6 separate regions of the Mus musculus genome follow, and all the other regions are linked to region 2. Evidence: chromatin contacts called from public HiChIP or PLAC-seq and promoter capture Hi-C data. All regions are on one chromosome and are shown on one strand. The core of a region is the stretch at or near the end of the contact, and the rest is flanking DNA. Distances in the headings are between cores, read along the strand shown.

Evidence for each region. Promoter capture Hi-C pulls out the DNA fragments that hold promoters and counts their contacts. HiChIP or PLAC-seq counts read pairs in DNA pulled down with a chosen protein or histone mark.
Region 1: a promoter capture Hi-C map of liver shows a contact between it and region 2, with 3 times the contacts expected there. The contact joins the promoter of Fhl4 here to the promoter of Syn3 in region 2. A contact is called at or near these places in 4 of 39 promoter capture datasets (the 3T3-L1 cell line, hippocampal neurons and liver).
Region 3: a contact with region 2 is called in a promoter capture Hi-C map of liver, with 4 times the contacts expected there. The contact joins the promoter of Polr3b here to the promoter of Syn3 in region 2. A contact is called at or near these places in 2 of 39 promoter capture datasets (hippocampal neurons and liver).
Region 4: an HNF4G HiChIP or PLAC-seq map of pancreatic cancer cells shows a contact between it and region 2. The contact joins the promoter of Btbd11 here to the promoter of Syn3 in region 2. A contact is called at or near these places in 3 of 39 promoter capture datasets (liver, pre-B cells and stem cell-derived epiblast-like cells) and 1 of 115 datasets of contacts at active chromatin or transcription factors (pancreatic cancer cells).
Region 5: a contact with region 2 is called in a promoter capture Hi-C map of liver, with 5 times the contacts expected there. The contact joins the promoter of Rfx4 here to the promoter of Syn3 in region 2. A contact is called at or near these places in 2 of 39 promoter capture datasets (hippocampal neurons and liver).
Region 6: a promoter capture Hi-C map of liver shows a contact between it and region 2, with 3 times the contacts expected there. The contact joins the promoter of Dram1 here to the promoter of Syn3 in region 2. A contact is called at or near these places in 4 of 39 promoter capture datasets (embryonic stem cells, hippocampal neurons, liver and 1 more).

The regions. Positions count from the first base shown.
Region 1 is chr10:85,100,293-85,104,420 of GRCm38.p6, reverse strand. It overlaps Fhl4 (four and a half LIM domains 4), which reads left to right and starts at 1,926. Exons shown (of 2, transcript NM_010214.4): 1 at 1,926-2,125. Tmem263 (transmembrane protein 263) reads right to left here and starts at 1,794. Exons shown (of 3, transcript NM_001013028.2): 1 at 1,424-1,794.
Region 2 is chr10:86,496,657-86,501,072 of GRCm38.p6, reverse strand. Syn3 (synapsin III) reads left to right here and starts at 2,177. Exons shown (of 14, transcript NM_013722.3): 1 at 2,177-2,283.
Region 3 is chr10:84,619,715-84,623,630 of GRCm38.p6, reverse strand. It overlaps Polr3b (polymerase (RNA) III (DNA directed) polypeptide B), which reads right to left and starts at 1,333. Exons shown (of 28, transcript NM_027423.2): 1 at 1,093-1,333. The coding sequence starts at 1,164. Gm17249 (a long non-coding RNA gene) reads left to right here and starts at 986. Exons shown (of 2, transcript XR_380645.4): 1 at 986-1,434; 2 at 2,173-3,108.
Region 4 is chr10:85,384,073-85,388,399 of GRCm38.p6, reverse strand. It overlaps Btbd11 (BTB (POZ) domain containing 11), which reads right to left and starts at 1,586. Exons shown (of 17, transcript NM_028709.2): 1 at 1-1,586. The coding sequence starts at 1,071.
Region 5 is chr10:84,753,357-84,757,766 of GRCm38.p6, reverse strand. Rfx4 (regulatory factor X, 4 (influences HLA class II expression)) reads right to left here and starts at 1,719. Exons shown (of 18, transcript NM_001024918.1): 1 at 1,254-1,719. The coding sequence starts at 1,296.
Region 6 is chr10:88,354,567-88,358,890 of GRCm38.p6, reverse strand. It overlaps Dram1 (DNA-damage regulated autophagy modulator 1), which reads left to right and starts at 1,816. Exons shown (of 7, transcript NM_027878.2): 1 at 1,816-2,099. The coding sequence starts at 1,969.

The DNA.
Region 1 (4,128 bases), core at 677-3,176, 1.4 Mb after region 2:
GATGCTGCCATTCCTACTTTGTGCCACATCTTGTTGAGACAATGAGTGAACATAAAGACCGTACTCTTAATTGTATGTCATCTGGTCCAGTAGCATCAGAATGTAGGAAAAGGGTAAAGACTCAAGGACGGAAACGGGAAAGTCAAGATTTTCCCCGAATATAAACATATATATATCAAACACTTTTGAATTTATATGTTAAAATCAATTAAACTTTTCGAATGATGTTTTCATTGAACTTTTTTCGAATGATGCTTTCATTGAACTTAGTTTCTGGTATAAGTGCTGCTATACAAAAAAAAATGAAAGTGAAAAATGAAAGCAGATGTGTATTAAGCGTTGCTAAAGCAAGAATGGAAACATACTTACCTGTTAGTGTGATAGCCCTTGAGCGGCAACAACTAGAAGTTTTAAGCACTAACCAATAGCAGATACAAATACCCACAATGTTTCCTTTTGGATTAGTAGCGTTCACAAGATACAAAAGACACAATCAAGTAAGATTTCGCTTCCTAGTCTAGGTGTTTCTAACTCTTCCCAGCAGCCCTAGCTCCCCCTCATTGATCCACCTTTAGGCACAAGCAAGTCTTTTTTTTTTTCCCCTGAGCAGAGCAGTGACGTGGCAGGAGAGGCAGAAAATGACCCTAGAGGCTGGTGCTGGCTTGGACACCTCCTTCCTCCGCCCCTTCGTTGTCCATCCAGCACACCCTAGTTCCTGCGGAATTCCAATATAAGACGGGCTTAAGAGAGACGATCCAACTTGATCCCGAGTGGCAGCTCCGGGGCTAGACTAGATGCTGCTTGTGCATGGCAGGCTCGGTTTTGGATTGAGCTTGGGGTCGGCAGTGACTGCACTGGCGGCTGCTCCAGGACTCCTTCCCCCCTGCTCCCCAGTCACTCCTTGACACTGCCAGCGCCCCTCTTCATTCCCACACCTGCGGGCTTAGAACAGGCGTGGGAGTGGAGTTCCCGATTTAGGAAGAGCAGCGGGAATCTCCGCTTGGAGCCAAGCCCTGTGTACTTGAACCCACCGGGACCGTTTATCAACAGGTCAGAAGTTAAGTGGGGCAAGGAAGCTGGGCTCCTCCTCGGATGCCCCATCTCCTCCTCCGCACCAGCCTGACACTCAAGGCAAGAGGTCAGACCCAGGCTTCCAGAGCGACTCCCTTCAACTGCAGACACCGCGTCCACAAACTCGTGGACCCACTGGGGTAACCCCATACCTCCGTACGCCCCCCAACGACTCCCGCCCATCCCCCTCCCGTTCAGTGTCCCCCCGCAAAGGGCCAGGCTGGAGCGGCCAGGCCCCGGGGTCGTGCAGGTGAGGTGCAGATGAGGCTAACGGGAAAGGGCCCGGAGTGCGGCCACTCAGGCCGACGACACCCTCCCGCCCCCGCCCCAGCCATGGGACACACTCACTCACCGCGGGGTCGAGGCCGGGAGCTGCGGCCGGGCGGAGGGAGCGGTGGCACGGAGAACAGCAGAAGCGGCCGGGGCAGCAGAGGCCCTGATGCGGCCCGGGAGTGGCTTACGCGACCTAGATGCTCTTCTCCGGCTCAGAAGTCGGAAGACTCTCGGTGCGAGGTCGGTGCGAGGCGGCGGCGGCGGCAGCGGCGGCTTCTGGCTGCGGACGTGGCGCCTGACGCGACCCGCCCCCTCCGCAGCCTCCGGAGCTCCCGCCTCCTCCCGCGCCTCGGGTTCCGACGCGCACGCGCACTCGCGCCCCCGGCCCTCCGCCCCCCCACCTCCCGCGCCCACCGGTCGCTCGGCGCGCGCAGCCCTCCCAGCAGCCCCCGGCCAGCCTGCGCGCGCGCCTCATCCGGAGGGTCTCCCCGCCCCCTCCGCCCCGGCCACCCAATCAGAGCAGGCGAGGGGGCGCTGCCCCGGCGAGGCGCGCGCCTCCGGCCTCGCCCGAGTCTTCGGCCACTCTCCGGGCTCGAGGGAACTAACGGTTATGGGGGTTTAGAACTTCTCCCCTGAGGAGGGCGGCATGCTCGCCGGTGTCTCCCTCTCCTTCGCCCAGGGGCTTCAACCTTTAGCTGCTGCCCTAAGGGAGTGACGGGCAGGGCCTCTGTCAGTCGCTCTCCCCAGGGCGCTCTGCGAGCCTGTGTCACCGAGTGATAGGGTGAGGCGAGGCCTTGCTAATTTGTGTGGGGTTTTTGTTGTTGTTGTTGGTCCACCTGGAGTCCTTGAGCGTAAACATGTCAGGTTCGCCCTCATCACACAGCGGATGCCCAAGGCCTTTCAGGGGGCCTTGAATTTTGGTAGCGAAAGAAGGTTGGTTCATCGATGTGAGAATTGAACTGGAGAGGGAGGAAAACTGTCACTTCCTAACTAGGGCTTCGTCAGGGCCCCTCCACGTTCTTGCCAGCCTTGGGGGGAGGGGGGATCCCTGGTGGGGTCCTGTAAAGTATTGAGCAGCCTAAGAAGATGCTGTCTGGGAAGTCCTCTGGGTTCAGCGTTGCCTCTGCTTCAGATGGGAAACAGGACAGTGAGCTTCCAAGGGGGCTTGTGATAGCTGCCTAGGAAGGCTGTGAGGAGGAAGCAGAGACGTGACGAAATGGCTACCTGACTAGATAATTGCTATTAGCTTTTCCTTGACTCTCAACATCTTTAAGATAAAAATGACAATAAGTCCACCCTACACTTTTGGGAAAGATAAGAAGAGAGACTGTGGGTGTAAGGGGGCTTTACTGAGAAATTATACCAAAACGTGAGATTTTTTTTCTTTTCACGACCTAGTTATCAAGTGGAAACATACACAGGACAGGGGACCTCAATTTTTAAATGAAAGTAATCAGCGTGGTGTAACTGGATAGCAAGTGTTTATCAAGTCTCAGAAAAGGGATGCTAACAGCAACAACAAAAAATCCTGAGAGGGAGCTAACCTTGGTTCAGTTCTTAAATAGAATGAACTAGAGCTTAACCGTTATCAAATCGATGAATTAAGTCCATTCAGATCACTGTGCTGAAATTATGATAATCTTGTTTTACAGAACTAAAAGAGAATGATGATTAGGAGAGTTTGAACTGTGGTATTAACTGAGTACCAATCTTTTATTGTCATAGACTCCTGAATTCTTAATAGGATTTTAATAGGTGATTTCAAGATTGAACCCTGGGCAAAATTACAATGCAGAACTTTATAACTTTCTTTCCAAATTGACTTACAGTTTTGCTAGTAATTAAGGCTATAATTCAAAGCAGTGGTATATTCTGTTTCATAAACCAATGAAGGTACCAGGGAGCTTTTGGCTCCTTCTGAACCTACAAGTACAGGTAGTCCAGTATTTCTTATAGATCTGACCCCAGTCAGTTCTTGCTGTCTCAGTTTCCTTACCTATAATAATGGAGAGAGGGCCCAGTGGTTAAGAGCACTCACTGCTCTTGCAAAGGTCCTGAGTTCAGTTCCCCACACCCACATGTCAGCTCACAGCTATCTGATGCCATCTTCTTTTTAAAAAGAACAACATCCCATTCAGTTCTAAGCCACTCTTGTCTATATGAGAATCTTAATTGAATTGTTTCTATCCTGATGCTATCTTGATTTCAGATAGCTTGGTGTAACCAGAAGGAACCTCAATGAAATCAGGCCCTATTTATTTTATAGGCTGACCTCCATTGTAGTTCTTGATTCTAATACTGTAATATCTTTATTTCTATATAATGTCTTTAAATGTCTTCAAATAATGAGTTCTTAATGCAGTAACTTAAGGCAAAACTTTCTTATACTACATTATAAATAGCTGAGATTATGACTCAGTTTAGAGTACTTGCCTAGCATGCCCCAAACTGTACCTCCATCACCTAAAACAAAAGTTAATTCTAGTTTAAGTGCCTCAGTTTTTCTCTAGTTGGTTACATTCAAAAAATTAGTTACCTTATTGATACCCTGGAGTAATTAGCAGTGACATTGCTTAACAGACTGGGCTAGTTCAAAATGTTAAGACCAGAAAGTAGCAAGACAGAAGACAGAATTGTGAAAGCAAAACATAAATTATATGTTGTAGCACTGAAGCTGAAGGAGGGGTCCAACCTTCTGCTCAGTACAGGAAGTTGATCCAGTTCTTTGCATAAATAATTCCTTTGTTGAGTTGACATCATCTTCACAGTATTTCTATTGGCATT
Region 2 (4,416 bases), core at 928-3,427:
CAGAACCCTGTTCTAAACTGTTCATTTGCTATTGTTTGAGGCACTCTTTCTTTCCTGCATCCATCAAGGTCTTGGTACAAAACAACAGAAATGATCGGGTGACTAATGAAAGAAAGTGGATGAATGCAGAGATGAAGATTCACAAGGAAAAATGGTAGGGTGAGGTACAGGGTGGCCAGAAGGATGAAACTTGAGGAACAGGCAGAGATCATGGGAGCACTGGGTCTGGCCACTGTGATTCAGGACTGCATGGTCCAGTCTCTTTAGAATGCTGCCGCTGTCATTGTCACCCTGAGCAGCCTCCTGTACAATCTATCTTCTTCTTTTGTTACTATTGGTTGAGTGAGCATTCTGTCCTAAGGATTGGAGGTGAATGGCAGATGGGACAAACTGTGGAAGATTCTGTCCCGGGGAATAGTCAGGCTTTCACGCAGTGAAAATTAACCATCAAAAAGATGGAGAGATACAGGGAGTGGAGATATGGTTCAGTGGTTAAGAGTATGCACTGCCCTTGCAGGAGGCCTGAGTTCAGTTCTAAGCACCCAGGTGTAACCCCTGCTCCAGGCAGGTCCCTTTCTCTGATCTCTGCATCTCTACAGGAACCTGTACTCATGTTCACAAGCCTACATACACATAATTAAAAATAAGTAACTCATTTTTAAAATATATGGAAGTAAAAAATAAATGACATTTTCTAGAAAGCAATCCTTTAGCTGGTGCTCAGCTTGCTGCTGCTGATGGTTGAGAAGCAATGACTTGGCATCTTCTACCTCACAAGTCCTTGTACAACCTACAGGGCCAAACCCAGAGATTTATGAAATCATCTGCTGTTTCTCCGAATTTAAACCTTTCAGGTGAGAACAGTAGGGGCAAAGGGATTGCTTCTCCGGGGGCTGATTACTGTTTGTAGGCCTCTTTCATTATTCAAGGTTCATGCACAGAAATAAAAATGCTAAGTGGCACTGACCTCCAGGGCATGATGGAAGAATACCATTAATGGAAAAACCCTTGGTGATGTATACTGAGCACTGCTCAGCAAACACTGACCCTGCATTGAATCTGCACCTTTTCTTATATATAGTGCAATCAAACATAAGTACTCGTGCAGTAATTTGCCTGGCTTCTCTTCTAAACCTTTGTCCAACTCCTTCCTTCCTTAGAAACGGAAGGTTCTTTAGAATTCTTGTCCTGGCAAGAATTCCCCTTCCATTTTTCCAAGTACTTTTTCTGTGCACCTTTAACACCAGTGGTGTTTTTTTTTTAAATAACTACATTTATAGGTCTTTATATTGCAGCTAGAAATGGATGTGGTGTCACGTGTCTTTTAACTCAGCACTCAAGAGACAGAGGCAGGTGGACCTCTATGAGTTTGAGGCCAGCCTGGTCTACATAGTGAGTTCCAGGCCAGCCAGAACTACATAGAGAAACCCTGTCTCTAAAATCAAACCAAATACTGGAGGACAGAGAGCCTTAAAGGAGACCTGCTTTGAATTTCTGAGGGACCTTGAGGCATAGAAGTGACACATGAGACAGGGACCTGCCAAATATCCTCCCATTCTGTGCTGGTTAAGCTTTTCAATTGCCTTATTTTCCAATCTGTAATTTCTTTTAACCTTGTAGTCTTAATTCTCATCTCACAAATCTCCTCTATGGAGAGGCCTGGCATAGTCCCGACATCCCTTTTGTGTTCTCATTACACATCTCTATCAGTTTACAGCAAGCTGACATTATCTTTTGTTTGTGCACTTGTATGTAACCAACTCCTCCTCATGCCATCCCCAGCCAGGGTAAGAGCTTAGCTCCTTGTGCTTGTACTCCTATGACATTTGCTGACAGCTGACTCACTGGTCTCTCAGAAGCTCCTACTAAGGCCCAGGGAAGTCAGGTGACTTTCTCCAAGCTGGCTTCCTAGGATACTGAACTGCATTATTCACACTCCCTGAGGGGCATCTCAATCCTCCTGGGATGAAGAAAGATCGTCCACTTGGCCACTTGAGGCCAGCAACAGCAAAGCTTGCTTGCTCTAGCAACTTTCCCTACCTGGCTGGCGAGGGAAAGCCTAGAGACTGAGAAAGGAGGGGCTTGAGGGGCGGGCCTGGATGCAGGGCCCCTGTTGGCCCAGCCAATGGGCTCTCCGGCGTAGGGAGACCAGTCTGCCCAGAGGAGGCGCTCACGTACTGTGCAGGGCAGAGGCAGAGCGCGCAAGCTGCAGCGCTCCCGCAGATCCTGTAATTGGCGGCGCCAGTCCGAGGTACACACGGGCCACCGTAGCTGGCACTGTCGGTAAGCCAAGGCAAAGTGGAGTAGGTGGGTTTTCTGGCCTTAGGGAGCACTCACCCCGAATCCGAGCTGTTGGTGCGTCCTCGGGCAGTGCTACTTCCCCATAAGCTCTCTCTTTTGTTAGCCGAATGTTGATGCTGCATGTTGGTGGGGTGCAGGTGCTCCGTGAGCCCGGAGTGCCACCCTCCGGTCCCAGGCTGCTGCTGCCGGTCCCTAGCACTGGTCCCTGTAGAGTACCGGAACCCTGGGGCCCTCAAAGCTATGACTACTGAGGTATTCAACCCAACATCCAGACCTGTCCCGGAAAAGAGCTTCCTCTGGGAAGCTGAGACCACAACAGATACTGGTGCTCTGCACTGGATCCCAGCACCTGCTCTAGGCAGGTCCCTCAGGACCTGTTGCCTTGGGTCTGGGGCTCAGATCTGTTGCGCAGTCTTCTATTTCCAGCTATCCTGAGACGAAGGAAAAAACCTTGGAGGGTTTTCCTGGCCAGGCTAAGACTAACACTGCTGGAGCGCCCTGGTTATTTATTCATGACTTACTTGGCTGTAAGCCAGACACTATGCTCTCAGCTCTAGCGGCCTTAAAGGAATCTCAGGAGTTGCTGGGGCCTACCAGGGATGATAGGATAGGAGGGATTGCAGTGTGGTGTAGTGCAGACAGCAAGAGGTGGGTGGGTCGTGATGCAGCCTGGAAGACACACAGAGACTGGAGAGTTTGCCAGCCTGAGAGCTGTGGAATCAGAGGCATCAGGGACAGGAAGAATTTCAGGTAGATTTTCCCATGTGCAGACGAAAGAAGTGAAGAACTCAGAATCTCAGCTAATCAAACAGCAGATTGCACAGTAGAACCAGGACTTGCAGATGGGACCTAAACTGCAAGGTAGAAGGGGCTAGCCAAAAATGTACACAATCTAGAGATGCATGCAGCCTGACAAGTTTATCCTAGGACACGGGAGGCTGGGAAAGAATTCCAGCTGATCCCACAGCCACTCTGCTAGCTCTGTGGACAGTGACTGGAGCTGGCATCTTCAAGCTAGTAAGTTGTGAAAAGCTGGTTTTCAGGCAACGTGGCTGCAAATACTCTGGCCCCTTAAGGCTGACTATCTGACAGGGGCTCTGTAACCCTAGCTTCTGGGCATGAATTCAGGCAGGGAGATGCTGTCATGTGATGCTTGCTCCTGTCATTGTATTGGAAGCTGTGGCCTCTATCTTGTCATCGGGGATAGCCCTTGGGGAGTTGGATAGAGCATCTGTGCTCACTTTCTGATGCCTGGTCCCTGTGTGAGAACTTCTGCCTTACCTGGGCTTACCTTTCTATCTTCCAGGGCCAAGGGGCTGCTGTTTGGGTTGCCATATAGAGACTGGTATAGCGGCAATAAAAAAGGCTCCTAGGAAGTGAGACCAGAAAGCCACTTCATCTATTTGCCTTAAAGACATTTTTGACCTTGTGGGTCTCTCTCTCTCTCTCTCTCTCTCTCTCTCTCTCTCTCTCTCTCTGTGTGTGTGTGTGTGTGTGTGTGTGTGTGTGTGTGTGTGAGGAGATTATTTTACCTAGTTGTCATAAGCAAGGTTCCTTGTTTAAAAGGTCAGAGATGCTAAGCTAGTCACTTTTAAATTGTTAATTTGCCTTAACCTAGAATGCCCAAGGAATAACATCTCGATGAGGGATTGATGTCTAGATGAGACTGCCCTGTACGTACATCTGTCAGATAATGCCTTTATTTGTCAGTTGATTCATGGGAAGTCCTAGCTCATGGTGAGCCATGCTCCTCTCTGATAGTGAGTCCTGGATGGTGTAGGTATGGAGGAAGGACGCTGGACAGTAGGCAAGTGTTTATTCTTTCTCTGCCTTGCTTGTAGCTATGATCCGCTCCCACAAGTTCCTGCCAGCTTGACATACCCCCAAAATACGGTCTGTAGCCTGAACTTGTGAATTAAAATAAACCCTTTCTTACCCAAGTTGCTTTGTGATATTTTAGCACGGCAGCTGGAATGGACACAGAACTGGTGCATGTCTGGGTACCAGTAGTTGCTCTACCGTTCAAGTGAATACACAGTGGGGGTAGTGGGGCCAGGCACAGGTAGACACTGGTCCATGACGGAGGGGAAAAGCAGATTCAGGCTACCCTCTGAG
Region 3 (3,916 bases), core at 84-2,583, 1.9 Mb after region 2:
CTCATTCTTCAAAGTCCCTGAGACAGTGAGGTTGTGATCCTACCACCTCTACATACCAAATGCTGAGATTAAAGTCGTGGGCCCCTACACCCTGTCATAGCAGGAATCAACCACGGGTGCTCTGGAAGAGCAACCAGTAGTCCTCAATCCCTGAGCCGCCCCTGGGTCCTAAGTCACTGATCAGGTCGCTCCCAATTAAACCCTTCAATGGTGCTTTACTATTCCCAGGGAGAAAGTCTAACACCTTCTAAGAGTTAACACATTTCAGAATCAGGAAGGCATCTTTTACTGCCCTCTTCCCCTAGCTCCACTAGATTTATTTGTTCCCCTGAAACAACTGATGGTGTGTCTGGGGTCATGTACAACCTGTTCCTCTGCCTGAATTTCTTCCTCGACCATCTTCAGTCCTAGATGTCCCTATTCTGTGCCAAAGATGTCAAGGTTCAGTGAGAATTTATATACCTTCTCAGGAAACAAAATCATGTCAATAACTGCACTTCCTTAGGCAGTTCACCGTGAAGCAATTATCCTTTAACTTTTAAGAATCTGATGAAAGCTATAGGGGCCCCTAAGAAAATACAAGATCAAAAATGGGGGACGAAGGGATAGTCAAGGTACTTAAACTAAACCTGCAGTCCAAAGAAACTGTGGAGTAAAAGGAAAATGATGACAAGGGTGAGATTCCCATTTACTTTTAGCACCAAAGCCGGCTATGGGACCTCAAGAACATTGCCTACGTTCTCAGGATCTCTGTGTCCTTCCAGGTGAGATCGGCAAGAAGATATTGGTTCCTGAGAGAATACACAAGGACCAATTCTTGCCAGTGCACACTTAAATTAGAAAAGCTTTACCCGAGAGCCATTCGCTAAGCTTCTAAACGTAGGACGCTACTGAGAGATCTGTACTTGCTGCTACAAACGCTCAAGAACCACACCTGGTAAAAGCTCACACACCCGGAGCTCCGAGCATGTGCAGAAGTTCTGAGCATGCGTAGAAGCCCAGGGACCCGCCCTCGTCATCCTGAAAACTCTCCCGGCAACGCCTCCTTAGTCGTCTCCAACCTCTTCCGCTGCCTGCGCTCACGGCACTTACCTCCACAGTCGGGATCGGCGCAGTCAGCTGCTCCGGAGTCAGGCTCCCGAACTCCTCGGCTAGAACATCCATTCCATTCACGGTAGAGGAAGAAGTCGGCAGAATGTTCACATCCGCCCGTGCGGCTCCAAGCAAGTAGCACGCGGAGAGTGGTGTGCGTTCTCCTCCGGTGTCCCCGTGGCGCTTGTTTACGGGGAGGCGTTTCAAAAGGTTCCGCCTGGTCAGGGCCTAACCTGCGGAGGAACCCGGAAGTGACCGAGCCGGATGTGGAAAACTACACCCACTGGTGTACTTCCGAGGTCTCGCCGGGCTAATCCTAGCCTCTTGACAGGCTCATTTCCAGTATCCCCAGAATGATTGAATACGGCAAAGTATAGTAGTTCTAACTGTATAACTAATCTGAAAAATGACTCGATAATACACATTAGTCACAACATGAACTTCTAAAGCAGAGATTTCAATTAACTCAGTCTAAACTGCTTGTATGTTGTGTAGTACAGAAGAGCAAAAGTCCTTGCTTAAATAATTGGTGGTACCTGCGTGTAATGAACAGGCATCAGCCGGGCGTGGTGGCGCACGCCTTTAATCCCAGCACTCGGGAGGCAGAGGCAGGCGGATTTCTGAGTTCGAGGCCAGCCTGGCCTACAAAGTGAGTTCCAGGACAGCCAGGGGGCAGTAAAAGATGCCTTCCTGATTCTGAAATGTGTTAACTCTTAGAAGGTGTTAGACTTTCTCCCTGGGAATAGTAAAGCACCATTGAAGGGTTTAAACGGGAGCGACCTGATCAGTGACTTAGGACCCAGGGGCGGCTCAGGGATTGAGGACTACTGGTTGCTCTTCCAGAGCACCTGGGGTTGATTCCTGCTATGACAGGGTGTAGGGGCCCACGACTTTAATCCCAGCATTTGGTATGTAGAGGTGGTAGGATCACAACCTCACTGTCTCAGGGAGTTTGAAGAATGAGGTCCAAGATCCTCTTAGGGAAAACCCAATAAATTATATTAGAATAGTTAATTAACGGTTTGGGGGAAAATATGTTTAAATCCTATGTCGATGAAATATACCTTAACAAAACACTAGAAGGAAACGTCAGAGGGACGGAGTTTGTTACCACTACACCGAATAAACGAAGGATTGCACATAATCCTCCCACGGCAGCACAGACACCTATAATCCCAGCATTTAGAAGCTAGAGGTAGGAGGGCATCCAGAAATTCAAGGGCATCCTTGGCTACCTAACAAGGTCGAGGCCAGCCTGGGCTACATGAAACCCTGTCTCCAAAGAAAAGGTAATGTATTAATAACATTGATTGGTGAAAGATTTCAAGGATGGCAACGGAGAAAGCATAAGAATTGCTAAAAGTTGTATTCCATTAATTTTTAAAAAATTAGATACACCTATAAAAAATCTCTATGAATAGTAAACACACAGTTGGTAGAAGACAAAAGGATTTGTCACTGAAATTGGAAATGAGTTCATGCAAGTCCAATGGTAAGAAAAATCCCATGGGAAGAAGAGGTAAAAGATGCCAACAGTTTTTAAATGAGTTTCAGTTTGGGAACATACAAAAATTGTGGAGATGGATGGTGTCACATGAGTGTGTACAATGCTCCTGGCCATTTAATAGTTGAACTATTTAATAGTTCACCTGTATAATTAGCACCATCTAATAATATGTGTTCTTTTTTTTTTTTAAACCTGGTCCAAGGTAATCTGCGTACAGAGTTAGCTAGTTAAATTTCAGTGCTTGTATCTAAACGTTGTGCTGATAGACTTCTGAAACTAAGTGAAGAAAGAAAGAAAAAAATTACAGGCCACCAAGATGGCTCAGTATGTTAAGTCACCTGCCACAAAGCTTGAAAAGCCGCGTTCAGCCCCCAAGACCCACATTGTAGAAGGAGAGAAGCAACTCTAAAGAGCTGTCCTCTGATCCCCATACTCACATGTAAGACAAATCATTTAAAACTAAGAATGATCAGCCCCCCCCCCCCTTAAATCCTTAAGATTTACTCAGAGAAACTACATTTGAATGGTCCCTGTGAGTTATTATACCAGAGAGCACCCTACTTAGTGTAGTCTGGAAGGGGTTGGGAAAGGGAGCTGAAGACTTGAGGACATCAAGTTTGGCTCAGGTGTGTCAGCTGTCTTCTACAAAGTCATCTTGGATTCCCACTATGAAGATGGTTCTACTGTAAACCAGATCACAGACACCTGGAGAACTAAAAAATCTCAGCTTTCTGATTGGCAGGCTGGAGCTGGAAATCTGCATTTCTAGCAAGATCTCTGCTGCTGTGACCTAATACCATAACCTCTGTACTTGTCTAGTTCTTCAGTCTGTGAATGCTGGAATGAAAATGGCCTTGCATTCCAGGTTCTAGTGCATTGTTTGTTCCTTAATAAGTTTGTGTTGAATTCATAATTTGAAAATAGAATTGCAGTAGGTAATAATAAGTTTAACATTGTATTTCTGTTTTTCACCGAGTTTTTAAAGTTTCTTTTGAAATGAAGGACACTTTGGAGGATGCAGTCCCTAATCTTCATGGCTACACTTAGTTGACAGTGATGATGTTGGCTATTAGACCACAATTCCTTGTAAGATTTCTTGCATTACACCTGTATCCCAGATCAAACCCATGACTTCTTTTTTATCTCTAGGAGGCTAGACTTTGGAAGCAAGGTGGGGAAAAAGCCAGGGGTAGTTTTGTGCTTCCTCAGTATTATGCTACCATATCCTTTTACTGAGGTATTAATACAAAAGCCTAAAGCATAAGGTGTGGGAGCTCCCGGAGGACAAGTGCTGTGCATCCTGAGCCATCCTTTATA
Region 4 (4,327 bases), core at 337-2,836, 1.1 Mb after region 2:
CTCCAGGGTCTCCACGGTGAATTTGGGCGCTTCGTGAAGCGTGTGGTGGTGGTGATGATGGTTGGCGGCGACGGCGGCGGTGGCTGTGGTTGGCGGGACTGCGGTCGCCGCCGTGGCTGGCGGGGCGCAACAACTACTGCCCCCGCTGGCGCTGCTGGCTGCGCTGCAAGGGCCACCGCTCGCCGCTCCCCCTCCCGGAGTCTCGCGCTCCTTATCCGCTGCAGGGGCTCCGGGGCCTGAGCCGGGGCCTGGGCCAGAACCGGAGCTGGAGCCAGGGCCAGGACCGCTACAGCTACGAGGTAGCCCGGAGGCCAACACCCGCGAGTAGATGTCCCGGAAGAGACTCTCCATACAGGCGGTCAGGTAGATGGCGGCATGCTCGTGGATGCGCAGCGCCACGCGGCTGTCCACCATCCAGCGGTACACGCGGCCCACGGAGAAGGTGAGGCCGCAGCGCGCCGACTTGCCACGGCCCAAGCGGTCGCCGCCAGCGCTGCTCATGTTATAGAGGGACAGCGCGGCCAGCGCGGCAGCGGTGCAGTGAGCCGCCAGGCCCCAGGACAGTACGATCTCCATGGCACTCTGGATCTCGTACTTGGTGCACTTGGCGAAGCGCAGGCTCAGGCGCTGCGCCTCTTTAGCGATGCGCACTAGAGCCCGGCTTACCAGCATCGAGAGCTTGGCCAGCGCGTCCTTGGGCAGGCTGCCGGGGACCGCTGGGCCTGCCCGGGGATCCCGCGAGCGCAGCAGCAGCAACTCCAGTTCCTGGAGGGTCCAGGGGACCTCGTCGAGGTCCGGCAGCAACCGCGAGCAGTGCTGACCGGCGCAGTCCAGCCCCTCGGAGTCTTCCACCAGGGCAGTGTTGACGGTGTCAAAGCTGTTGTGCCGGCTGTGCATGGAGTCAGCTAAAGGCGGCCAGCAGCTCCCGCCATACGGGGACGCCGGGTGAGAGTCAGAACAGCACAGAGACAAGTTGGAGGAGCGCACAGAGTCCGCCGCGCCACCATAACCCGAGTCCAGCGTCAGATCTTCCAGCGTTCGCACCACAGGCTTCTTACCTCTCCTGGCCATCGCTGCGCCACTTCATGCTGCAGCCGCCGTGGAGCCGAGGGGAAGGAAAGGCAAGGATCTGTGGGCACCGGGGTCCTCGGGGACAGCGGGGCTCCACGTCGCCTAGGCTCACTTTCCCACCTGGCGTTGCCAGCAAGTGTCACTACTTTCGCCTGTCTCCCCGAGCCGTCACCACGGGAAGATACACGGCGGAACCTGAAGTCATCTTCTGGAGTCGGGGCCAGAGCGAGGGCGCACTGAGCCGCGAGCCAGGCCGGGAAGGAAGCTCCCGCCAGGACCCGCGCCTTTCATCCAAAATAAAAGTGTCTGGTCCTCTCCTCCCTGGGACCAGACGGATGCAGAAGCCTCCGAGAGCCGGCCACAGTGTCGATAGGACCTAGATCGCCCCAGATACGGCCGCCGCAGCTCGGCGGGCTACGGGCTCCCCCGGCTCCGGGATCCGGGCCGCGGTTCTCTTGAGCTCCCGCCCCGCACTAAAGCGCTGTAGCCAGGCGGCTGCAAAACCCTGCTGAGCCCCAGCAAACCAAGCAGTCAGAGGGCGGGCGCATGCAAAGCAGGGCCGTCGAAGAGCCAATGGAATCGGGGGATGCTAATTACTTAGGTTTTTTTTTTTTTTTTTTATTCCTCCCTTCCATGCGGCCCCGCCCCTCAGACACGCCCCCCCAGGCCTTGACCAGGGCTGCAGCTAGGAGGGATCCGCGGCCTAGGTGGAAGCCTGGAGAAGAACAGTCATCCTGCAACTGTAGCTTCCCTAGTTTCTGCTTTCGAACTATCGACAAAAATATCATTTATATCGTTATTTGTTCCACTCTGCGGTTCATAAAGTGTTTGTCCGAGGGTTACTTTCTGCTTTGGCATTTTAGATTTCTCTTTCCCTCCCACCAGCCCATACAAGATGCACGTTTCTCCTCCCTCTTCAGGCACCCTGACTAATTCAGGCGGGTGCCGCTTCTCAGCCTGGGTTTGCTCCAGCATGGAAGGAAATAAAACAGGAAAGTAGTGAGGGGGAGACTGATAATTGCCACTGGGAAGCGAATCTCTAGCCATAAACCACCTGTCACCAGGACTTTCTAGGTTTGTTCGGCAGACAGGAATCTACCCTTAAGTTCCAGGGTGTGTGTGTGTGTGTGTGTGTGTGTGTGTGTGTGTGTGTGTGTGTGTGTTCCGGCCACTCTGTGGTTCTGGTGGACAATGCTCTAGACTGCTCAAACTTAAATTTGTGCACAGGAGAATATTCTTTTCAGCTAAAGAAAGATACAAAATATATGTGTGTGTCTGCTGCATTTCTGTGTCTAACAGCATCATTGCTTGGCTATTTGTCTATCTCTACCTACCTTAGGAAAAACCTTATTCATTCAAAGATTCCTACCTCCCTTACACAATCCTATTCCTACAAGAAGCCCACCCTGATCTCCCAAAACTATCCTGGGTGTTTCCACCACCCCACCCTCTTCGATGGCTTCACATTTCTGGGCCCTTGTCACGCTGGCTTGCTACTATCTATTTATTTGTCTGGATCCCACATTGGGCTAGGGAGTTGTGGTAAATGTATGAGTCGACAAGGGAAGGACGTGCTTTGAACTGCTGGTTTGAACGTTCAACTGTGGCTGAAGGGATGTGAGAAGACACTCAACATCACTGGCCATCAGGGTAACTGCAAATCAGAACCATAAGGAGCTGCCAGCTCATGCCTGTTAGGATGGCGATTATCAGAAAGTCAAAAGATTACAAGCATCAACAAGGGTGTGGAGGATAAAGAAGAGTGTACTCTATTGGTGAGAAGGGAAATTGATATAGCTATTATGGAAAATAATGCCGAAGATCTTCAAAAAATTACTAATTAGAACTACCATGTGATCCAATAATCCCACATCTGGATCTTTACCAAACAGAAATAAAGCCACTATTTAAAAGATCTATTTACTCCCCTCTCCCTGTTCATTGAAGCATTATTTGCAATCGCTAAGAGAGAATATTGTTCAGACTTCAAAAAGAAGGAAATCTCACCATGTATAACAAATGGCTAATCTGGACAGTATCATCCTGCTAAGGGGAGTGTCTCACTTATTGTGTGACTCTAAAAAGAATCACACAGTAGCACCAGAATGTACGATGGTAACTGGGTGCAGACAGGGGCGGGGGATTGTTCAGCACACAGACTTATATTTACAGATGATGTGTTCCACAGTTCTAGAGACATTACATACATGCAGGGTGGCATCTAGAGTGAATGATGATGTCGGTAGGAAGTTGTCTGTAAGTGTTCTTATCAGGCAGAGGAAAAGGTCAGATGTATGGGTTGAGAGGTATGTTAATTTTCTTGATTATGGTAATTATTCACAATACATATAATAAACACCACATAGTACACCTTAAATGCCTATCATTTTTGTTTGTCATTCAAATCTCAGTAAGGATGGGGGTGGGGCATAGGCAGCTGTGGATTCCCTGCCGTTCATCCTGCATATCCCATGTCATCCTGTAATTTCCATCCTAATACACGTCCATAGCAACACGTTCCCTTTCCTGTTCTCTAATATCAGAATCTTCCTAAAGTTTACCTCTTATGTTGTCACGCATAACAAAATCAAAACTAACAAACCACTCATATCAAAAAATGTGAGCTATTTTATTTATTTATTTATTTATTTATTTAGTCTCCCAAGTACCTAAAGTTTACACTTATTACTTAGCTTTCAGGAGTCCCACGCTATTCTTAAACTTCCTTTCTGTAATTTCACAGAGAGAGAGAGAGAGAGAGACAGAGAGAGACAGAGAGAGACAGAGAGAGACAGAGAGAGACAGAGAGAGACAGAGAGAGACAGAGAGACAGAGAGAGACAGAGAGACAGAGAGACAGACACAGAGACAGAAGGAGAGACAGAGAGGCAAAGACAAAGGCAGAGAGAGGGTGGGCTTTCTCACACATACATTGTGCGCTCTGGGCAGGTCGGATCCCTCCTACAGGCTGATATCCCAGCCTGTCTCCCTCATTCCCTGCCGCTGCTCTTTTCGTGCAGATGTCCTTCTCCCCTCTTATCTTTCTTAAACCTCCTCTCTTCCCAGTGGGATTCGGCTCCATTTGAGAGTGCTGCGATGTTTTCTTTTCCTGATGCCGCCTGCTCTCCTCCCAGGCAGAAGGTATCCCCGCGCACGTGGCTCAGTGCTTGTTTTAAGCCCTTTTCATTTCTCTGCACGGTTTCCTGGCCATCTTGTCTACCTCAAGCCCATACGCTGAGGTGTTGAGCTTGTTGAGG
Region 5 (4,410 bases), core at 470-2,969, 1.7 Mb after region 2:
AGAGAGGCCTGGAACTTTCCTCCCAGTACAGAAGAACAAGGTCTGGGAAGATATCTAGATAGCTTAATCTTTTTACAACCTGCCCTAGGGGTGGGTGGAGTGGGGGCAGAGTTGACTGTGGTGTTATTTGCAAGTAAGTTAATGTGTGTCAGGGCACAGCTGAGGCCAGCAGGCACTTGTTGCTCAGCTGCAATGCCCTCACATTCTCTCAGGTTTCAGTCAAGCTGCTGCCTATGCCCAGGCTGTGGTCTTACCACCCCTCAAAATTCCAAAGCTGCGGCCCAGCAGGGATTGGAGTGGCCTGGTGGAGAGACTGAGCCTAACGGAGAGAGTAAAGTTTTTTTGAGAACCACTACATGGAAAGGACATAGAAAAAAATAACAGAATTTGAAGTGCGGCGGGTCCCCAAAGATGCTAGGCGTAGAAGTTGACCAACGGATCGCCTGGAGAAGATGCTGGGCATTTTCGTTGTAAGAGATTCCGTGTGTTCCCTTGTGAACCGTGGCGACCCTAGTGCCTGATGTCCACCACACAGCCCTCAAACTACAGGCCGGTTCACAAAACTCAGTGTCAGGCCTCTTCATATGTTCTGCATTCTGCTCCCCCCACCCCCCTTTTGCAAGGTTACAGCCTCACTGTGGAGAGGCTAGTGAGTCGCGTCTTCGCGGCCGGGAGACTACAGTCCTAGGGGCCCATCTCTCCTAGCCCAAAGCTACTAAAGCCCCAGGACCACCGGGTTCGCCGCCGCCACTCCCTCCCTGCAGCGAGATTCCAGAAGCAAGAGCCTCCAGTGCGCGGTGAGACGCGGTACGCCGTCGCCCTCCTCCGCCTTTGGAGCGTTCGGGGCCCTCACCCCAGATCCTAAGCATACCACTACCCTAGCCAAAGCCAGGGCCGCCGCCGGGTCCGGGCGGGGCGGCTTGCTCGCAAAGCTCTTGCAAGTAGCATAAACACCTCGAGCTCGCCGCGAGCCAGCGAGCATCTTTATGCAACTTTATGTCCAAGTGAAAGCGCGCGCCTCAGAGTGCGCGCACGCGCACACACGCATTTACACTCACACACACTTCCATGCATCCACTTACACACTTAGCGCTGGACCGAAAACTTCTGCACGCTCTCCTCCTCTCCTGGGATCCCACTGTCAGGTTGCCCCGCCTGAACTTTCTGCAACTCTTTCTGAAGTGACCCCCGCCCTGTCCCTTCTCCTTCCTCCCCCCTCCAATGACCCCCCTCCAAGTCCCACCAGGACTAACCTGTGGAATCCATGTCGGGTTCCTCCAGTAACCCACAATGCATGCTCTTCCCATGGACAGCACAGACGCCCCCCAAAAGTCCTGATATTTGGGGATCCCCTGTGCTAGAGATGCCCAGGGAGGAAGGGAGGGAAGAAATAAGGAAGGAAGGGATAGCGAGAGAGAGAGGGGGAGACGGTGGGTGAGAGGGCAAAAGGATAAAAGGGGAAAAGAAAGAACTAGTGGAAAGAAAAGAGGCGAAGAAGCGAGGGAAGGAAGGAAGCTAGAGCTGAAGGAGAGAGCGAGAGAGCGAGCGAGCGAGCGAGGGGACACTCAGTAATCCAGTCGGGCAAAGCCAAACCCGTCAAAATGTTTGCGGATGTTTCATGGGAAAAAACATCATTTTATAGGAGCCCCGATGGGAGCAATGTCATTGATAGGCCAGCGGGCCTGATGAATGGCCGCTCGTCAGATGGGGCCGTGGCGAGGCGCACTGTGAAGCCCATTGTGGGCCTGTTTTGAATAAGAAAAGCCGCCTCCGAAAAGGGGGGCTCAGAGCGACGCAATCCCAGCCCTCCGACTTCCCCCTTCTATTATAGCATTAGCAACGTTTTTCTTATTTAAAGTTCCAGAGGCCTTCTCCAGCCTTAGCCCGGCACTCATTATAGACGAAATCAAAATTGGCTTAGATCTGCCCCCCTCTTCAGTCCTCCCGCGCCCGGGCCCCGCGCGGTGCAGCCATGAAGGGGGGTGCAGAGGTACCCGAGCCCTAGGAGTCTCCTGTGCGTCCACGAGTGGGCCCGACTCCTTTTTTTCTCCCCTCGAGACACGTCCCGTTTTCGCCTTGAGTTAGATTTTGAGTAGGGGCCGGGGAGTAGTGCAGAGGGGGTATGTCTTGAGTTTCTTCCACGCAGATCCGCGGACGTGCGTGGGAGTAGAAGTTGAGGAAGGGGAAAGTGAAGCCTTAGGTTCCCATAACCAGTCTGAGGGACAAGAAGGCCGCTTGGCTGCGAGGGGGTGAGAGGCTGGCTTGCGTCAACCAGAACTTTTGTACCCCTTGTCTCTCGCCCCACGGGTCTCTCCAGGTCGGCGTGCCTCGCTGTCTCGCTCTCCGTTTCTCCCTTGGCAGCCAGTCTCTTTGTCTCTCCCTAGTTCTGCGTTCTCCCTGGGTCTCTGGGACCCTCACCCCCACCCCCACCCCCGCGCCTCTTCCCATAACCCTGTATGTCAGTCTGTCTGCGTCCGGGCCCCTCCCTCTTCCCATGTCCCCCGGCTCCCCCCTCTGCCACCCTCTCGGTCCCCCACAGCCAGCAACGGAGTTGGTGAGAAGCCCCGGCGTCAGAGCTGGGGATGAGGCTTTCCCAGGGACCCCTCCCCGGCGCAGTTGAAAGTGTGGGAGGGGGAGGGGGCCGGGGCCTGTGGACCGCAAGTGGAAAGTGGGGGTGGAGGGGGGGCTCCCGTGGCCCCGGGAAAGTGGCCGCTCGCGGGCCGGCCGCGCTGTGATTAGAATATGAATGGGCTCGGCGGGCGGAAGAGAAAGGCGGATTACCCCGCTGCTTTGACCATGGACAGAGGCAGCGCCAGCGGCGCAGGGGCGGATCGCCCGAGTCCCTCCCGCCGAGCCGGGTGCGCTTCTTGCCCGCGACCCCGGGCCTGCCCACCTCGGGCCTCCGGGTAGCCCCCCGAGCCGCGCCGAGTGGGACAATGGTGGGTGAGGGGCAAGGGACTAGCACGTGCCGAGTTAAGGTCACGAGATGCAGGGAAGGGGCAGCGCGGACGGGCAGAAGGGTTCGAATCCCGGCTCTGCAGATTCCTTCATCTTTTTTGGGCCTCAGCTTCCTTATCTGTGAAATGGGAGTAACGACGTTTCTCCCCCGTTGCTCTCCTCAGGCCCTACCGGGCCTCTGTGTGTTGCCCCTTCTTGCTCAAACTGCTGCTAAATTCCAACCCGGGTTATCTCTCTTATCTCTTATCTCTCTCACACAACTATCTATCTTGTGCCCAGAAGCCCTCGGCCACCAACCCCAGGCACACAGCTTTCCCTCTCTAGCAGTGGATGAAAAGCTTTAGCGGCCTAAGGGGATAAATACTACTATCTCCTCAACCCCGTGGGTTCCAAGTGAGAGATCAATGACTGCGTCTTTTTCTAGAAGCCTCACTGGCCCTGTGGACAAAATGCCAGGGTGCATGGTCAAAGGGGAGCTCTGCCAGGTGCATCCATTGACCTGTGGGGCAGAGGTGATCTGTAGAAGGCAGGTGAGAATTTTAGGCAGAAGGTGCTAGCATTGCACTCATTAGTAGTGTGTGTGTGTGTGTGTGTGTGTGTGTGTGTGCATGTGTGTGTGAGGAGGGTGGGTGATGGGCTGCCCTCACAAAGCAAGGGTGGCAGAAAAGGACCAGGAGAAAGGGGAGCAGTGAGTCAGCCCCTACCAGCTGGTGTTTGACAAATACAACTGAGGCTGCGCAGCAGGGCTTTCCTCATCCCTGCCCTGCTTAGCCTGAGAGCAGAGAGGTTCTCTGAGCTTATATTGGAGAGACACAGGAGGGAGAAGGCATGACGCTGATTGGTTTGTGTAGCGTGTTTGTCATATGATGGAGTGAACAAACATCAAAGACTGTCAAGAAGTGACACTGGAACTTAAAAATGGTGCCATCTTTCACTTCAGGTCAGATAGGAAGAAAGAAAGAAAGAAAGAAAGAAAGAAAGAAAGAAAGAAAGAAAGAAAGAAAGAAAGAAAGAAAGAGAGAAAGAAAGAAAAAAAGAAAGAAAGAAAGAAAGAAGGAAAGAAAGAGAGGAAGGAAGAAAGAAAAGCAAGAAAGAAAACGTCTTAAAGACTGCTACCCAGGGGCTGACCTGGGTACATACATGCTGTGGCATCTTGCGCAGCTTCCTGAAAGTTTGCCATCCTTTAATAAAATGGCGTAGTTGAATACTAATAGGTACCACTGCCCCAGACCTCAGGGATACTACCTCAATTAACCCCACAACACCAAGAGCACGTTGCTGTCCCCTCTTTAGAGAGGGCAATGGGCAATCAGTATGGCCAGCCTGGGCAGTCAGAAGGGCTGTGATAACGTCCATCCTATCCTCTGGAGCACAGCTCAGAAAGGCAGTGGAGGAAGATACAGAAGCTGAGAGACTGGGGAGGGAGTGTCTGATAAGCCTGGAGAAAATGAG
Region 6 (4,324 bases), core at 567-3,066, 1.9 Mb before region 2:
TAAATATGTAAACCTATAGAGAAGTGGGAGAAAGAGAAAGCCCAGGTACCTAAAGTTGGCTGCAGGCTTTTGCATAGCATAGCAGTTCAACCCTTCCGTCTTCCATTGTGACCGATATGATCTAATTTCCTGAAACCCAAGACATGCTTTTGTTGGCAAGTCTAAATAGATTGATTTTGGTGTTGCCTTGGATTTAATTGCCTCTTTGCTTTCTGGCACCAGCAGCCTTTGGTTGTCAGTCCCCATACACACTTGCAGTCATTACTGTCCTTGCTGTGACTAATTACCTAAGAAAAGGCTGCTTAAAGGTGGAAGGACTTATTTTGGCTCACAGTTCACAGGAATTCGGCCCACCATGGCAGGCAAGTCACACAGTAGACCAACTTGATCTGAAGCACCGAGGGAGGGAGAAAATGTTCCCCTGGCTTTCTCTTCCTCTCCTTTTTATTCACTCAGAGCCCATGGGATGGTGCTGCTTGCTTGAAGTTAAGCCTTTTTGGGAAATGCCTTCAGAGACACATCCATGGTGTGTTACATTAATATTCTAGGTATCTCCTAATATCATTAAGTTGGCAATTGAAATGAATCATCATTATGCTGGCTTTCCTCAAAATTAGCATATTCATTGTAATTAACAAAAATCCCTTAAGTAGTCTGCATTTGTCTTTGGGTATACAGCTTTACCTTGTATCTTAGTCAGGGTTTGTATTCCTGCACAAACATCATGACCAAGAAGCAGGTTGGGGAGGAAAGGGTTTACTCAGCTTACACTTCCACATTGCTGTTCATCACCAAAGGAAGTCAGGACAGGAACTCACAATCCCTGTAGGCTATTCCCTAGCATGGTATGGCACACAAGGCACATTTATGTGGCTGAGATGAACCTGTATTAGGTCATCTATGGCCAAAAGTGGGCTCAGAATTCCCAAACTATAGCTCAGACCCGCAGAGCTGGCCAGTGCTTCAGGAACACCAATTGGTTTGGTTTAGGTGGTGTCTGGCTGGGTGGATCTGAAATGGATCAAGTCATCTTGTCTTGCTGCTAGGAAATAAATACTCCAAGTAGAATTGGTGGGAACAGATATATACTCCAAGTAGCTTTTGGTGGGTGGGCCAGGGCTGGATCCAACCCTTTCTGTCACTTGCCTGAATTAGATCCTTTGTCCATTCTAGGCAAGTGCTCTACCATTGGGCTAAATTTCCAGCTCTTTAGAGGGCGGCTCACTAAGCTGCGAATTCAGACCTTGAACTTGTGATCCTCCTGCTTCAGCCTCCTTAGTAGCCAGGCAGCAGGGATGACAGACTTGTGCTATCAGGCCTGGTTACTATGCGATTTGGCTTTCCCGCTGCTTATCACAAAGGTGTATGTGACGTCCATGCCCAGTGGCCCAAACACCACTGAGCCCCTTTGCCTGAACCCCAGAACCCATAGCGGGACCCGATGGGGTGCGCATCACTGGTGGCCAAGGCTCTGGAAGGAAGCTCAGTGGGTGCTGGAGAGAGAGGCTCAGAGGAAAAACCCCCAAGGGAAGGAGGAGCTGGGAATCCAGCCAGTTTGGCGGGACTTGCCCAAGAGCTGGCCAGCCTCGCGGGGTCCCGCGTCTCCCGCCGCACCCACCCGTCGCTGTATCAAGCAAAAGCGAAAGGAAGCCGAGCGGTCCCGCGTGGCGTGGCGTGGGCGGGGAGGTGGCTGCGCGCTCTAGCTCCGCGGGACCAGGCTGCCGCTTTGTGACTTCACCGGTTTCGCAACAAGCCAGGACCGCCCGCGCCCCACCCACCCGGCTGCCCGTCCGCCCTCCGCCCTCGGGTCTCTGAGCGCTTCCCTCCCTCCGGGGCTGGGCCTGTCCCGGCCGTCCCGGAGTCTCTGTCCCGCCGCGCCGTTAGCTGTCTGTGTCTTGGCCACCGCCTCCAGGCAGTCCGCAGCAAGCCAGCTTCTTGGTCCGACGAGCTCAGCGCCCTCTCACCGCGATGCTGTGCTTCCTCAGGGGAATGGCTTTCGTCCCCTTCCTCCTGGTGACTTGGTCGTCCGCAGCCTTCATCATCTCCTACGTGGTCGCGGTGCTCTCTGGGCACGTCAACCCCTTTCTCCCCTATATCAGGTGAGGGGCAAGAGGAGCGTGAGGGAGGGACCAGGTGAGCTGAGAGGGAGGGAAGGCGTGCAAGCCAGGCATGGGTAGTGGAAATTCTTGAGGTAGTGGAAAGGTGTGACAAGATAATCTCTGGGATCCCCGGGCAAGTTTAGAGAGTCAGGAAGCACGTGTGGGTTCTGCCTTTAATGAGAAACAGTGCTCAGAGCCGCGCATCAAGCAGACAGCTAGACAGCTGGTGGCACCTTTAGACCTGGGGTATGGGATAAAATCTTGGGGAGAGCCTTCTTTGGTGACACTCAGACAAGGAGAGTTCCTAAGATACCATTTATTGTAAGTAGATCCAGGCATGTGGCAAACCGCTCACTTATTTCTCTTCCCAACAACTCCTGGCTCCTCCCCTCCCTCCCTCTCCCCCTCTCTGTCTCTGAGACTGGATCTCCCTATGTAGCCCAGGTTGGCCTGAAGTCTAGGGTGGTATACACAAGTCTACCTTCTTCTGCTTCTCTAGTGCTGGGATTTAAAAGTCTTCACCACCACAGGGGGCTCATTTCTAACAGCTAAAATTTCTTTTCCATGAAAGAAAATGGAGGTTTAAACTGGTGGAGATACACCAGTAGGTCATTGGCGTAAAAGCAACCCTGGACCCCTTGTGCCAACAGCAGCACCTTTAGGATGGACCTGCCTCATACTCCTCTGGACCTGGTGCCTCTAAAGTCAGAGTCCTCAAGTTGTCAAAACCTGTGAAGTTTCTTGCCCTTATTTATTACTTTGTTTCCTACTTAGTCTCCGTCTTTCCTGAGGGTCCTTTATCCACAGCTGGGACAACAGCTTGATCCTCCTTTTTTGTTTATTAGATATTTTCTTCATTTACATTTCAAACCCTATCCCCAAAGTCCCCTATACCCTCCCCCCACCCTGCTCCCCAACCCACCCACTCCTGCTGCTTAGCCCTGGCATTCCCCTGTACTGGGGCATATGATCTTCAAAAGAAAGGCCCTCTCCTCCCATTGATGGCCGACTAGGTCATCCTCTGCTACATATACAACTAGAGACACGGCTCTGGTAGGGGAGGTACTGATTAGTTCATATTGTTGTTCCACCTATAGGGTTGCAGACCCATTCAGCTCCTTGGGTTCTTCTCTAGCTCCTTCATTAGGGGCCCTGTGTTCCATCAAATAGGTGACTGTGAGCATCCACTTCTGTATTTGCCAGGTACTGGCATAGCCTCACAACAGCTTGATCCTCTTTAACATTTCCATGTTAAATGACGGGTATCTGGGTATCTGTGTCCTTTGAGGAAGACTTTAAAGATTATATGTGCGTGTGTGTGTGTGTGTGTGTGTGTGTGTGTGTGTGTGTGTACATATATATATAGAGAGAGAGACAGAGACAGAGACAGAGACAGAGAGACAGAGAACTGTAGCTGTCTTCAGACACACCAGAAGGGGGCATCAGATCCCGTTACAGATGTTGTGAGCTACCCTGTGGGTGTTGGGAATTGAACTGAGGACCTCTAGAAGAGCAGTCAGTGCTTTTAACCTCTGAGCCATCTCTCCAGCCCTGAAGAAGACTTTAGTAGTTGGCCTTGTGTCCCTGAAAAACCCTTGGAATGGTTCCTCAGAGCACATCTCAGTCCTGGGTGCCAGCACCTGTGTCCCTTCTCTCATTAATGAACCACAATCCACTCGCTTGGACGTGTATAAGATTGAGCTCTTCTCGTCCTTGCTCCCCTCCTGAGGACGTAATAGCTATGCTTTTCCTAGATCTGAAGTTCACTCCCAGCTACTATGTGATATGGATCCAGCCAGTCTGTCAGAGGCAAGGCTGGAACCATTGTGTCGGATGCAGTTTAAGGCATTCCCTTAAAGTGAATCTGGTTATCTATGGGAGATAACCAGAGTGGAGCAATGAGCTGAATGAGGTGACACACTTGTGACATACTGAACACACAGGCACTCCAAGAAAGGGGCTTACACATTAACAAGGAAGGCTCTAAGGAGTGATGAATTATGGGGCTCCACGGCACAGGATGGACCTCACATCGGTAGGAACTATAATCCAAAACAAACATGATTGCCCAAGTGTGCCTGGGGATGTGGGATTGATTATTACCTCTTTAACAGCGGGGGTGGGCACTGGGCTGTCTCTAAGCCATTGATATAATGGCCAGATACAGGCAAGAGCTAGACATCTCGAAGCAGACATCAAGAACTAAAGTAAAAAAGGTCACACAG